Regions from separate parts of the Mus musculus genome. Here regions 1 and 3 are each linked to region 2. Evidence: chromatin contacts called from public Hi-C and HiChIP or PLAC-seq data. All regions are on one chromosome and are shown on one strand. Each heading gives the region's core, a stretch centred on a gene start, on an enhancer-like site or on the middle of the called end of the contact. The rest is flanking DNA. Distances are from core to core; before and after follow the strand shown. Region 1 overlaps Arhgap31 (Rho GTPase activating protein 31). Region 2 holds the start of Arhgap31 (Rho GTPase activating protein 31). Region 3 overlaps Tmem39a (transmembrane protein 39a).

The links. A called contact is a pair of places that touch in the nucleus more often than the background predicts. HiChIP or PLAC-seq counts read pairs in DNA pulled down with a chosen protein or histone mark.
Region 1: a Hi-C map of Th1 cells shows a contact between it and region 2, with 5 times the contacts expected there. The contact joins the enhancer-like site here to the promoter of Arhgap31 in region 2. A contact is called at or near these places in 17 of 39 promoter capture datasets (the 3T3-L1 cell line, 3T3-L1-derived adipocytes, the C10 cell line and 10 more), 5 of 15 datasets of contacts at CTCF or cohesin (the NIH/3T3 cell line, embryonic stem cells, large pre-B cells and 1 more), 220 of 484 Hi-C or Micro-C datasets (2-cell embryo, 8-cell embryo, B cells and 123 more), 45 of 115 datasets of contacts at active chromatin or transcription factors (the 230-238 cell line, CD4 single positive thymocytes, CD8 T cells and 33 more) and 6 of 9 other capture datasets (adipose tissue, embryonic stem cells, embryonic tail and 3 more).
Region 3: a contact with region 2 is called in an H3K4me3 HiChIP or PLAC-seq map of the 230-238 cell line, with 17 read pairs. The contact joins the enhancer-like site here to the promoter of Arhgap31 in region 2. A contact is called at or near these places in 6 of 39 promoter capture datasets (the C10 cell line, cranial neural crest, hematopoietic stem and progenitor cells and 3 more), 1 of 484 Hi-C or Micro-C datasets (bone marrow-derived macrophages), 7 of 115 datasets of contacts at active chromatin or transcription factors (the 230-238 cell line, bone marrow-derived macrophages, cardiomyocytes and 4 more) and 4 of 9 other capture datasets (adipose tissue, liver, macrophages and 1 more).

The regions. Positions count from the first base shown.
Region 1 is chr16:38,634,515-38,638,839 of GRCm38.p6, reverse strand. It overlaps Arhgap31 (Rho GTPase activating protein 31), which reads left to right. Exons shown (of 12, transcript NM_020260.2): 3 at 1,799-1,943. The region is part of intron 4 of Gm36482 (a long non-coding RNA gene); the gene reads right to left. Among named protein-coding and RNA genes, the nearest start is that of Gm36482, 22 kb to the right of the region's middle. Within about 2 kb of position 1,924, at least 74 of the 459 cell types and tissues checked have an H3K27ac peak or open chromatin away from gene starts, as enhancers often do. A contact at or near this core is called in the C3H10T1/2 cell line, CD4 single positive thymocytes, CD8 T cells and 29 more, where this site is marked.
Region 2 is chr16:38,710,912-38,715,184 of GRCm38.p6, reverse strand. Arhgap31 (Rho GTPase activating protein 31) reads left to right here and starts at 2,150. Exons shown (of 12, transcript NM_020260.2): 1 at 2,150-2,611. The coding sequence starts at 2,512.
Region 3 is chr16:38,586,530-38,590,299 of GRCm38.p6, reverse strand. Tmem39a (transmembrane protein 39a) reads right to left here. Exons shown (of 9, transcript NM_026407.3): 8 at 1,997-2,117. Among named protein-coding and RNA genes, the nearest start is that of Tmem39a, 26 kb to the right of the region's middle. Within about 2 kb of position 2,474, at least 7 of the 459 cell types and tissues checked have an H3K27ac peak or open chromatin away from gene starts, as enhancers often do. A contact at or near this core is called in the 230-238 cell line and pre-B cells, where this site is marked.

The DNA.
Region 1 (4,325 bases), core at 675-3,174, 76 kb after region 2:
GAGCCAGACTGACCTTAAATTCACTGAGATGCACCTGCTCCTGATTCACGAGAGCTAAGGACTAAAGGTGTGTGCTACCACACCCGGATGCTTCAGTGCTTGCTTTTTTAAGACAGGGTCTCAGTCTACCTGACTAGCTTTGAACTCACAACTCCTTCTTCAGTCTCCCAGGTCCTAGGCTCTCAGGTGTCCACCACCATACATGGCATGTGGATCCCTTAGAATTTTATTGACAACATTTTTTTTTCTTGCTGGGGATCGGCACTGGGCCGCAAGCTTGCAAACCAATTGTTCCACACTGAGGGTGACTCTTAGGTCTGAAGTCCACGACACCGTAGCTGGCATCCAGAAAGATACTTAGGTAGGGGGAGTCTTTTTCATTTACAGAGTGCCTTAGCCTTGACCAGGGAAAATCTGGGCAAAATAAATGAATAAATTGTAGATTCTTCTCTCCTGATCTCAGAGAAACAAACACATGCACGTATGTCCACAGATTCACGGGACCCCTCTCTTCTCTGTCCCCATGAGTTACCTTTAGGTCCTTACAGTATTGGAGCGTTTCCCACTCTTCTTTGAAGAGATGGAACAGAGTACAGGGGCGCAATGGGCTGCTTTGAAAAATGTTGGTTCTCGGACTCTTGTGGGGTTTATCCCTGCCTAACTGAGGAGTACACTCGGGAGCTTAAATATAGAAATATTAAAACCATTTAAAAACCATATTTGGGGCCGGGCGTGGTGGCACACGCCTTTAATCCCAGCACTCGGGAGGCAGAGGCAGGCAGATTTCTGAGTTCGAGGCCAGCCTGGTCTACAAAGTGAGTTCCAGGACAGCCAGGGCTATACAGAGAAACCTTGTCTCAAAAAACCAAAAAAACAAACAAACAAACAAAACAAAACAAAACAAAAAACCATATTTGTAGCTTACAAGTATTTACAGTGTGAGGCAGTGCACGCATGTAAGGAAATGTTTTCTGATTTGACGTCAAACATAAACTGGAGCTGGTAGTTCAGGCCCATGAGCCCAGCACTCAGGAGAATGAAGAAATAATGACATCAGTTCAAGACCAACCTAGCCTGTATCCTGTTTCAAACAACATGGATCAAAGGGAAAGAAAACAAAGTAAAAGGAACGAAAGAAAATGGTGCAGACGCCTACTCTAGACCCAAATGGTCTTGGTGTGCCTGGAATCCCAACTGTGGACTGACTGCTTAAGACATTCACATGCTGGAGTGACACCTAAGAGTCACCACTAAGCCACCTAAAAAATAAACAGTTCCGCTAAGCGACAGAGAGATGGTTGAGTTAGGTCCACAAACCTTGGGTTTGAGTATCTGGTTAAAGGGAATTTGAGACATGACTGTGGAAATGTGGGATAAGACCTGACACTGTTCCCACCCCCTGCCTCACCCCACTTCCCAGTTTTGGGTCTCACCGCTAAAAAAAAAAAGACGGGGGGGGGGGGGCTACATTTTGAGTAATGCTTTAGAAAAACTGAAATCTCAGTAGACATTTTATATCCCCCTGGCCCCCCGCCAAGACACAGATACGGTGCCGTGGGGACTTCTGGACACAAATGAGTTTTCTGACGTCAAGTCACAAACGACTTCCAAGCAAACATCAGCCTCCAAAAGCGGTGTCTCTCCAATGGCCTTCTGGTGCCCGGAGTGGAGTGGAGGTCAGGCAGGACCCCAGGCACATCGGCAGTGGAGGCTCTTTTGACTCCTGTGCCTCCAAGCAGCTGCTGACAAGGATCCCATGGTCCCTGGGGTTGTTATGTCTCCATCTCTGTTGTTCCAGGCAAGAGTTTGGCTCAGATCAATGCCCAGATCTGACAAGGGAAGTGTACCTTCAAGACATCCACTGTGTGGGCTCCTTGTGCAAGCTCTACTTCCGGGAGCTGCCCAACCCCCTCCTGACCTACGAGCTCTATGAGAAATTCACGGTGAGTGTTTGGGTTTCTATTGTGGTTAGCGGGTGGGATGCACGGACCGGCCAAGGGCAGTTTCGACACTGAAATAACAATAACACAAGTCGCCAGCTGGTTGGCATTATCTTAGCATGGTGGTGGATGTAAGATGGCAAGGGAAGGAGAGTGGTCGAGCTGTTTGCTAACTGCTCCTTCCTTGAATTCTCAGAATGATGCTGTTTGTTTTGAGAGCTGGGTTAAATTATTTCTCTGCTTATCCAACTGAATGCGCCTCATTGTTCAGGGAGGAAACTGAGAACCAAAGAAGTAAAGTGGCTGGCCCAAGGTCACACAGCAGAGGCAGGGCAGGAATCTCAGGCCTCTGGTGCTTGCTATACATCGTGATGGTTCTCTCTCTTTTTTTTTTTTTTCCAAAAGAGTGTTCTTTCTGTGTTTGCCTGGGGGCTTGGGGGAACAGACCGGTAGGCAGGAAAGATAGAGTTCCCCCAACCCCACCCCATTGCAAACATCAAAAGACTTTATCAGAGAGCTACAAAGAGAAGAGAGAGAGAGAAAAAAAAAACAGCAAAGCACCTGGGCCAGGGGAAGAGAGGATGGGATAGCCAATGGGCTGCTGATGCAAGAGTGAAATAGCTGCACTGTGCTTGCTTGTATGGCTACCAAATGAGGCACCCGTGGGTGAGCAGAAAGGATGGCACAAAACACGTGGTTAAAGCAAATGTTAATGCCAGGCTTGACAAGGTAGCCGGGCGCAGAGTAACAAAGCCTGCAGCCAGGCTCTCTCTCAAGTTCAGATCCAAGCTTGTGATGTGTGTGTGTGTGTGTGTGTGTGTGTGTGTGTGTGTGTGTGCCCAGACAGGAGGAAAGGAGTGTGCAGGAAGTCGGGGAGGGCAACAGAACACATGTGACCCGAATGTAGAAAGAGGCTTTGGTGGGTGGAAGGGACAGAGGGACTGAAGCAGAGGGAAAGTAGGGAAGAGACAGGCAAGAACGGATCTTGTTGGACGTGTTATAGTGAAAGCTAATACCAAGCATGTTAATTTAAAAAAATTAATAGATTAAAAAAATTAAAATAGGACCACATGAGTTCAATTCCTAGCAACCACATGGTGGCTCACAACCATCTGTAAAGGAATCTGATGTCTCTTCTAGTGTGTCTGAAGACAACTACAGTATATTTATATACATAAAATAAATAAATCTTTTTTTAAAAAGAAAAGAAAGTCTTGGGAGAGTTGGAGTCTAGAAGAAACACACACCACAGATAACTTTTTAAGAAAAAATTAATTTTTTAAAGGCTTAAAAGGCAGCACTCAGAGAGCACCCGATTGCTCTTCCAAAGGTCAGGAGTTCAAATCCCAGCAACCACATGGTGGCTCACAACCATCCTCTCTTCTGGAGTGTCTGAGGACAGCTACAGTGAACTTACATATAATAAATAAATAAATAAATAAATAAATAAATAAATCTTAAAAAAAAAAAAAACTTGGGAGGCAGAGGCAGGTGGATTTCTGAGTTTGAGGCCAGCCTGATCTACAAAGTGAGTTCTAGGACAGCCAGGGCTACACAGAGAAACTCTGTCTCGGAAAAAAAAAAAAAAGGCAGCACTCGGGAGGCAGAGGCAGGCGGATTTCTAAGTTCAAAGCCAGCCTGGTCTACAAAGTGAGTTCCAGGACAGCCAGGGCTATACAGAGAAACCCTGTCTTGAAAAAAAAAAAAAAAAAAAAGGAAGGGTATTCAAGAATAGTATTTGTTTTGATGTATTAGCTCTTTTGTATAATAATTGTCATAACCTTGCCCACAGACTACATTGAATTTTAGTGAAAAAGAACCCAAAGCACACAGAAACCTTAGTCATAAACACTGGCGACTGCACCAACCTTAGCTGCTGATGTGGACTTGTGAGTAGCTAGAGCAATTCTTGACAAAAAAGCCTCAGAAATGGTTCCTTCCTAATTCTGTCAGCAACAGCCTTGGGTCAAAACACCTACCCCAGCCTACCCCTATCCTTGTGGTGCCCTCACGGGGACTGGAAAAAGTAGGGAAAGTAGAGGGGAAAAAGCTGGAAGACAATATTTGTCAACTTGATTGAAGGAAATGACATGAATTCAGACAGTTTATTGACACTAAAAAGTAAAATGGGGATGTTTTGTTTTGATTACAAAAGTAGGGCCTACAAATGTTAATTCTGTTGCAGCCTTTGTCCCTTAGTAGTGTCTGTGCCTGCAGTAGTGAATGTGATGGTCTGAACAAACTTTAGACATAGGAAAATAGCTGTTACATTCTGACATTTTGTTTAACTCACCTGCATAGCTGAAGTCAAATACCACCTCGTTGGATGAACAAGAGGATTCAAATAATAATAGAATAATAATATTAACAATGATAACAGCTGCC
Region 2 (4,273 bases), core at 901-3,400:
GATTGGTCTGTAAGCTTAAGGCCCAAACTAAGAGAGACAAGGTGGTTATTGCCCAGGCGCTTGCAGGACTAGAACATGGAGCTTCCCCTGATATATCTATGCTTAGGCAATAGGTCGCTGGCCACTCAGCTCTTATATCTCACGAGGCTAGTCTCATTGCACGAGATAGAGTGAGTGTGCTTCAGCAGCCCGAGAGAGTTGCAAGGCTAAGCACTGCAATGGAAAGGCTCTGCGGCATATATGAGCCTATTCTAGGGAGACATGTCATCTTTCATGAAGGTTCAGTGTCCTAGTTCCCTTCCCCCAGGCAAAACGACACGGGAGCAGGTCAGGGTTGCTCTGGGTAAAAGCCTGTAAGCCTAAGAGCTAATCCTGTACATGGCTCCTTTACCTACACACTGGGGATTTGACCTCTATCTCCACTCTCATTAATATGGGTGGCCTATTTGCTCTTATTAAAAGAAAAAGGGGGAACTGTGGGAAGCCGCCCCCACATTCGCCGTCACAAGATGGCGCTGACATCCTGTGTTCTAAGTTGGTAAACAAATAATCTGCGCATGAGCCAAGGGTATTTACGACTACTTGTACTCTGTTTTTCCCGTGAACGTCAGCTCGGCCATGGGCTGCAGCCAATCAGGGAGTGATGCGTCCTAGGCAATTGTTGTTCTCTTTTAAATAGAAGGGGTTTCGTTTTTCTCTCTCTCTTGCTTCTTACACTCTGGCCCCAAAAAGATGTAAGCAATAAAGCTTTGCCGTAGAAGATTCTGGTTGTTGTGTTCTTCCTGGCCGGTCGTGAGAACGCGACGAATAACAGACAGGCAGAGGTGCCTCCAAACTAGAAGGCTTGTCTTGAAAGCCAGCCGCCGTGTCTTAACGTATGGCACTCCTTGTTTTACGAGAACGCACTTGTGGTATAAGCAGAGCTTCCTTCCCACAGGAGACGACAGAAATCCAGCTTTCTTACGGAGAAACATCTTAATTCTTTAGTGTTGGCTAAATTTTTTTTTAAACAATATGTTCCAAACAAAACACATCTGTAGGCCAAATTTGGTAGGCTGGCTATCAGGTTATGTCTGGACATAGAGAGAAGGTCAGAGTTCAAAGTTCATAAACTGCCATGATGGCTTTTAAGAGGAATCAGTAACTAAAATGCAACACATAATACTTTTGCCAGCTATATGAATGTACCTACCCTTCAAGCCTATATATGGATTTGAATGGATGCAGGAAGTTTAATCTAATCTTTGAGTTGTCAAGGCACAAGACTTTAAGTGTTCACTGTGTGCTGAGTACACACGAGTCAAGGAATTCCAACTAAAGCAGGAAAAACATGCCGGGGTGAAAACATACGCCTCAAGTTTTAAAACAACCTGGGAGACTGGCAAAATGTCAGCGCCCCTTAAATCTTGGTTTCTTTACTCAAATCTCTTGCAGTTAGTAAGATCGGGATGTGTGTGTGCGTGTGTGTGTGTGTGTGTGTGTGTGTGTGTGTGTGTGTGTGCCTGAACTTGAGTTTGTAACTAGAAATATAACTTCTTCCTGGGCAGTGGTTACAAAGCTGCACCTCTCTCTCGCCCGAGGGTATCCTAACCTCAGCGTGGGAGAGGAGACGTCTGGGCTTCAGGGACCGCAGACCCAGGCAAAGAGAGATGGGAGTGGCCAACGTAAAGGCTTTGCCGGTCAGGTTTCTGGAATCCCAGTCTTTGTTACTGTCACTACACTTAAGTGTCGACGGAGGAGAAAGGCAGGCACTGAAATAGAAAGTGTCAGGACTGGGATGACAAGGAGAGCAATTCCATGAGCACCCATCCCGAGCCCTCCCTGCAGAGTCCGGCGCCGCCTCCTGCGCTGTGCAAAGAGCCTGACTGGCGGCAGGAAGCGGGCGGGCGGCCGCGGCTCCTCGCGAGGCCGATTTCCTCCGGGACGGCCCTGGGCGATACTCTGGACTAGCAGAGCCACTTCGGGAGAGCGCGATCTCTCCCCCAGCCCGCGCAGCTCAACCCACCCACTTACTTCCTTCGACTGCACTCACAAACACACACACACACACACACACACACACACAGCTGCCAAAAATTTCCAACCTCCGCCCCCCTCCGGAGCTGACTTCCTTCCAGCGCTTCCTGAGCTGGACGATCCTGGGATTTGTAAGACAGGAAAAAAGGGACGGCGCAAGGGCGGGCAAGGGGACGTGATGCTGGCTGTTCGCGGTCCTCCAGCGCTCTGAAGGCAGAGCGCGGGCCTAGGGCGGAGCACACTCAGCCCCGGGGCGGTCCCCTAACCGCCGCGCCCCGGCCCCGGCTCCTCGCAAGGCTCAGCCGAGAAGCGCGGGGAGACGCCGCCGGAGCCCGAGTAGGGAGGTGACACCCGCCCGGGGCGGTGCACGGCCCAATCTGCGCGCCCATGCGGACCCGCGGCGCCGCTCTGCCCTGGTGACCCGACCCCGAAACCCTCATCAGCGGTGCGGAGCAGAGAGCGCAGACGGAGGGGCAGCCTCTGTGGGGCTAACTCATGAAGAACAAGGGTGCCAAGCAGAAGCTGAAACGAAAGGGAGCCGCCAGTGCGTTTGGATGTGACCTGACGGAGTATCTGGAAAGTTCGGGACAGGATGGTAATGTACCCCCCCCCCTTTTTTTTTTTTGTTTAAGAGCGATGGATTTCTCTTGGGGTGTGCTGGATGCAGTTCACAAGTTAATGTGTTCCAGGCTCGTGCGCTCACTGTACTTTAATAGGAAAAAAAAAAAAAAAAAAAAAAGACAGTTCTTAACCACATCGCCTCCACCCCACAGTGCAGGAGCTGGGTCTGTCCATCCGACGTGTCACAGGAGCGGTGGATGAGCAGTGGTGTAGCTGTGGCGTTTACTGGCCATTTCTGAGGCTGAAGCCCCGGGAGGGAGGCTCGGGTCTTAAACTTTGGGTATTGAAAGGGAAAGATGAGGGGGTGACTGACGTGTGGTGAATCTCTCTGGATGTATCATTGTGATCATCTTAAATGTGCCTCCTGTACTGGAAGGTTTCACCGGCTCACATCCTTTTTTATTAATGTGGTAGGAGGCAGTGTGCTGGGGGTGGGGCGGGGAATCCTGGCTGGGGGAGTGCTTGCACAAACATTTTCTGTATTTCTGAGTTGATGCCAAATATACAGTACCTCCCCCGACCCCCCCCCCACCTCACCACCACCACCCTTTACCTCCTCCTGCCTTTTCAGAGGGGCCTTTGGTGTGTCCTGCGAGCAGTGTGTCGTAAGAAGGTCAGAGGGCCTCAGCTTTAAAAGAGTTTAGGATATAGAAGAGCGTCTCTGGTTTTTTTTTTTTTAAGTCAGCTTGGAAAAAGAAAAAGAGGAGCCAGTGGAAACAGTTTAAACATTTGGTGGGTGGGGAAAAATGAAAACAAACTATACTGGGATAACACCGTCTTGGAGGGTAAAAGTTTTTAATATAGCAAAGGTGGGGGAATGGGGCATGAAATGACTCCTTTTGTAAAGTTGACTGGTTCTGGACTTTAAAAAAAAAGGCTTCTTTGGAAACTTCAGAGAAAGAGAAAAGAGCCCACTACACATATCTCATATCTATCATTATACATAGATAAATACAACAAAAGAACACTTAGGGCCATGTAACTGCTCAGAATAATTCTGCCTCAGGAAAACTCTCCCTGAAACAACTGGGTTTGTCCATATCAAGTGTGCATCCCAGAAACAGTGCAGGGCCTTTGTTTCATTTCCCCTTTTTGAAGACTCAGCACCCCTAGCAATTTGCAGTGGTGTGATATTCCTGTGGTATTCGGGAGTCCAGAGTCTGCTGTGTCATTAGGACAAATGGCTTAGTATTTCAGAGCTTCAGGGGAACTACTGGTTTTCAAAACCGACTCTGAAATTGAGGCATAACTGAAGTCAATTCGTTTAAATCTCAACAACACTCCGGAGAGGTCTTTTTGAAATAAAATCACTTGGACTGAGTTGTTTGTTGGGTTTTTTTTCCCCCCTTTTAAAACTTGACAGAGCCCCAAGTACACATCTTAACCACAGTGGTTAAGAACAAAATGTTTGTCTCTGCTTGTTTTTACGGGGGTCTCTTCGTGTTAACCTGTAGGTACACTGGGCATGCTTCTGAGGTGCCACCTTCTGTGACGTTGGAGCTGTTCTGAGGCATCTACACACACACACACACACACACACAGAGAGAGAGAGAGAGAGAGAGAGAGAGAGAGGCACAATCACAGGGACGCACACACACACACACACACACACACACACACACACACACACACGCTG
Region 3 (3,770 bases), core at 1,225-3,724, 130 kb after region 2:
ATAATTCCTCCTTAAACTGTTTACCAACTTTGATTACTGACTGAAATTCTCTACCCCATATATTGCTGCTGAGTTCTTTTTCCTTTCCATAAATATGAGAAAATCAGGCAGACAAAGACATGGGAAAGAGGAAGGACGGGAAAGGAGCAGGCATTTGAGCCAGACTAAAAGTGGGCTTCTTGTTTTTATCATCTTTCGCTTATTAATAAAAAGATACTTTGACTATAGAGACCCAGACTGCAACATAACATGTAACCAGACAGTCCTAAATTCGGATGAAGGCAGGTGTGGTACACAGTTACTAATTTGGATGCAATTTTTGTCTCAGGAGCTTAAGTGTGAGACTGACACTAACCTGCTAGGGCTACTCTCAAAGACACTGAGTGTCTCAGAGCAGTCCTCAGGGGACAAAAACTTTAACCTGAACTTTATTAAGTTATTCAGCAACACCATGGCTCAGACCAAAGATTAAGAAAGCTATTTCAGATTCTATAGCAAAGTGTAGTTAACAGTACTAGCAACCCAGAAACTGAACAAGTCATAAGGGAGGTTTTAAAATGTAACCGCTACTGCTAATAGGCAGGCTTCATTTATAACGTTAAATTTATCAGGATCTTTAAAAGCCTGCAGAGTCTCTCTCACTCTTGGAGATAAAAAGGCCGCCCTGGAAAGCCTTGCTCCTCCTGCCTCTACGAGTGCCAGGGTTACGGATGTGAGGAGTCAGGTTCTACAGGAATTTGAACGTTCTCACTTCACAGAAATGTTCTAAATTCATGGATCCTCCAGGGATTCTGATCAGAAAGGCACCAAGTCACTGTTACAGACAGGCCAGGTAAGGTATGCACAGGAGCTAGGGCCTTTGAGAAGTAGTCATTTACCTATGCAAACAACAATTCATCTTTCTTATATGAATTTGGCTTGATATTTTTCAGCTATGCAACACGAACAAGAAAACTGTAATAGCTTAAAGGGATAGCACCAGCCAAAATAATTCATTCACAATAACCTAGAGTCTCCACTGGCTGAATTAAATGCCTATGGAGAGAAATGCCATGGAGCTGTGACATCTTAAGGCGATCCCGAGAGTAGAGGAAAAGCCACTGTCTCCTTTTCAAGACCCTCTCCTCCTGCTCGTGTTCTTCCCCCTAGCAAGTATCTCCAGGCATCGTGCCCTTCATGCAGGTCAAAGGCTCTCAGGAACCAGGAAATCCACGGCCTTTCATAGGTAATCGGGAGGGACAGGAGAACCAGATGGAATTGTTTTAAATCTCCATTTTATTATAGAACTCAAAGATAATGCACTCGACCCCAGGTATTTTGATTAAATGTATTTTCTGCATATACCTTTTCCCTACCCACATGGGCCAGTCAGCTGCCCTTGCTTTACAAGTCAGATACTTCAGACCCTCAGGGCCAACAGTTTAACTAGATCACAACTCAACGCATAAGTCAAATGGGGCAGAAGTTGGGCTTAATGCCTGCTGCTTTTCCTCTTTTAAATTTTAACTTTATTACTTTCAAACTCAGGTAAACACTTAAAAAAGCCATTATTACTATATTAAATAGTACTTTAATGCACAGATCTTGTTTGCTTGTTTTTGAACAAGGTTGCTCAAGATTTCCTTGAGCTCTGGATCCTCCTGCCATCACCTCCCAAGTATTAGGATGACACTCACATGACACCATGCCAGGCCCAGATACAACACATGTGAAGGTCTCTTCTAAACCGAACTATTAACAAATTAAGCCTGTCAGGTGAAAAAGGAAGTCATATAATTGCCTAATTGTTTTAAGCAATAGTATATGAACATCAAGCTGCCTTTCCAAAGACATTTCTCAAGATCAAAGGCTAATGTCACAGTCATAGTAATAATTACCTATTATTATTATTAACTCCCTACTGTGCATCACATACCGTGCTAGGTGCTTACATACATACAGAGTGGCCTCCTAACACTTCCATAATTATGCTTGAAAATAAGTAAATGGTACTTGCATAAAAGCGGGCATGGGATACATCTGAAGGCACTGCTACATTGTAAGGTCCCATGGCTCGATATAAACATCTGCTGTGCCGCACCAACACCCCTTGAGGCCATATTGTGTTTTCTGACCAACTATGGGAAAAAGGAAAGCACTGTTAGAATACCGAGAATTAGGGAAGACAGCGTTCTGAAAGACCAGCTATGTTTCTATGAAGATCAGATTAAGCATTCACGGCTTCATCTGCCTGAGCTCTAGACATACATTCCACAGCCAAAGCCTTAGAAGTTAGAAAGAATTTCTTATGATAACTTCACTGCTATACAGAATGCAGCAACTACTGAGTGACTGGTTAGCTCAGGGTTAAAGGAGCTACAGGCTTGGAAGAATGGCCAGGCCAGAAAACCAAGTATTCAGAGGGTGACTTGTCACCTGGATCCCAAGGGAGCAATAAGAGGACACAAACAGGAAGCGAAAGCCAATGACAGCTAAAGCAGAGGAGAAATGAACAGCACTGCCAACTAGGAGCCATGTGCTGTATAATGGTACCCTAGAGAGGATCACTCTGCTGGTGTCACAGATGTGAGAAGCTACAGAGAACACAGACGCACACGGGTACTAACACACAGACTTTCCTCTTGACCGCTTTCTTGGTTTATTTCTATAGAGGTTTCTCTAAGGAAAAGAAATCAGGGAAGAAAAGGTTTCTTTCTTTCCAGCATCAATGTAATGGCATTGCAAAAGGATGGAAAGCTTCAAATTACAACCTTTTCCCATTTAAACGTAAGTTAACTCATCACTTCCTGACTTTGGAAAGGTTAGTTTCCTAGGGTAAGAACTGGGACAGCAGTTTAGATATGTTAAAAATAAAAATGATTCTAATGCCCTGAAGCTCTCCCAGTTTAGAACACGTTCCACCGGCCTTGGTCACACTTACCAGCGTTAAGGTGATGACACACCTCATGGCCACGTGCCACCAGTAGCCTGAAGATGGACAGTACTAGGACTGTGGGTTGTACTTTCAATTGTTATTGAAATCTGTCCTTTGCCCACATTCAGGTTTCTTTTCAGCCTGGCCCAATCTCTTTCAGTTCCTGGGCTTGAAGGCCTGTGCTAATCTGTATTAGACATCAAGGCAGATAATTGAAGGGAGAACTCTGAGGGGGAGAGGGGAGGGAAGGTCACCTCAATCTGTCCCATTTAATGAGGGGGAAACTGGTGGATGAAATTGTGAAATATTTAATTATAAAAGAGAGGAAGGTGAAGAGGGTCCATATTTGACGATGTTCCAAAACTGAGGGACAGTTCTAATAGGAGGCTCAGAGTGACAGAATGAAAGCATTTGGAAGCTAGGTATTTTGAATCCCAGAGGCCATACAAAGAAATGATTAATAAGGGTACACAATAAAAAGCCAGGAGTTTGCATTTAAGAATAGGAGAAAGAAGAAAACAGTACAAAGACTAGGAAGAAAACAAAAGAGTTATAGGCAAGAAAAATGACTATACCAGATCTGATTAATTAAAAAGGACTAAAGCAAATTCCAGCTGTGTGGGATGCTGAGGTAGCAACTATTCAGTTGTGGCAATGAAGATGTGAAAACAAACCTTAAGTCTTACAAAATAGTTTAAAATATATATGTACATACATGTGTACACACACATACATGGGCAAAACCGAAGTGAACGGCTGAGTATAATGGCCTCTAATGTAACTGGGCGGCTGAAACATGGACCCACTGGAGAAGGAGCTGGTGATGGGGGTGGAAATGAGTTAATGTCCTGCCTTG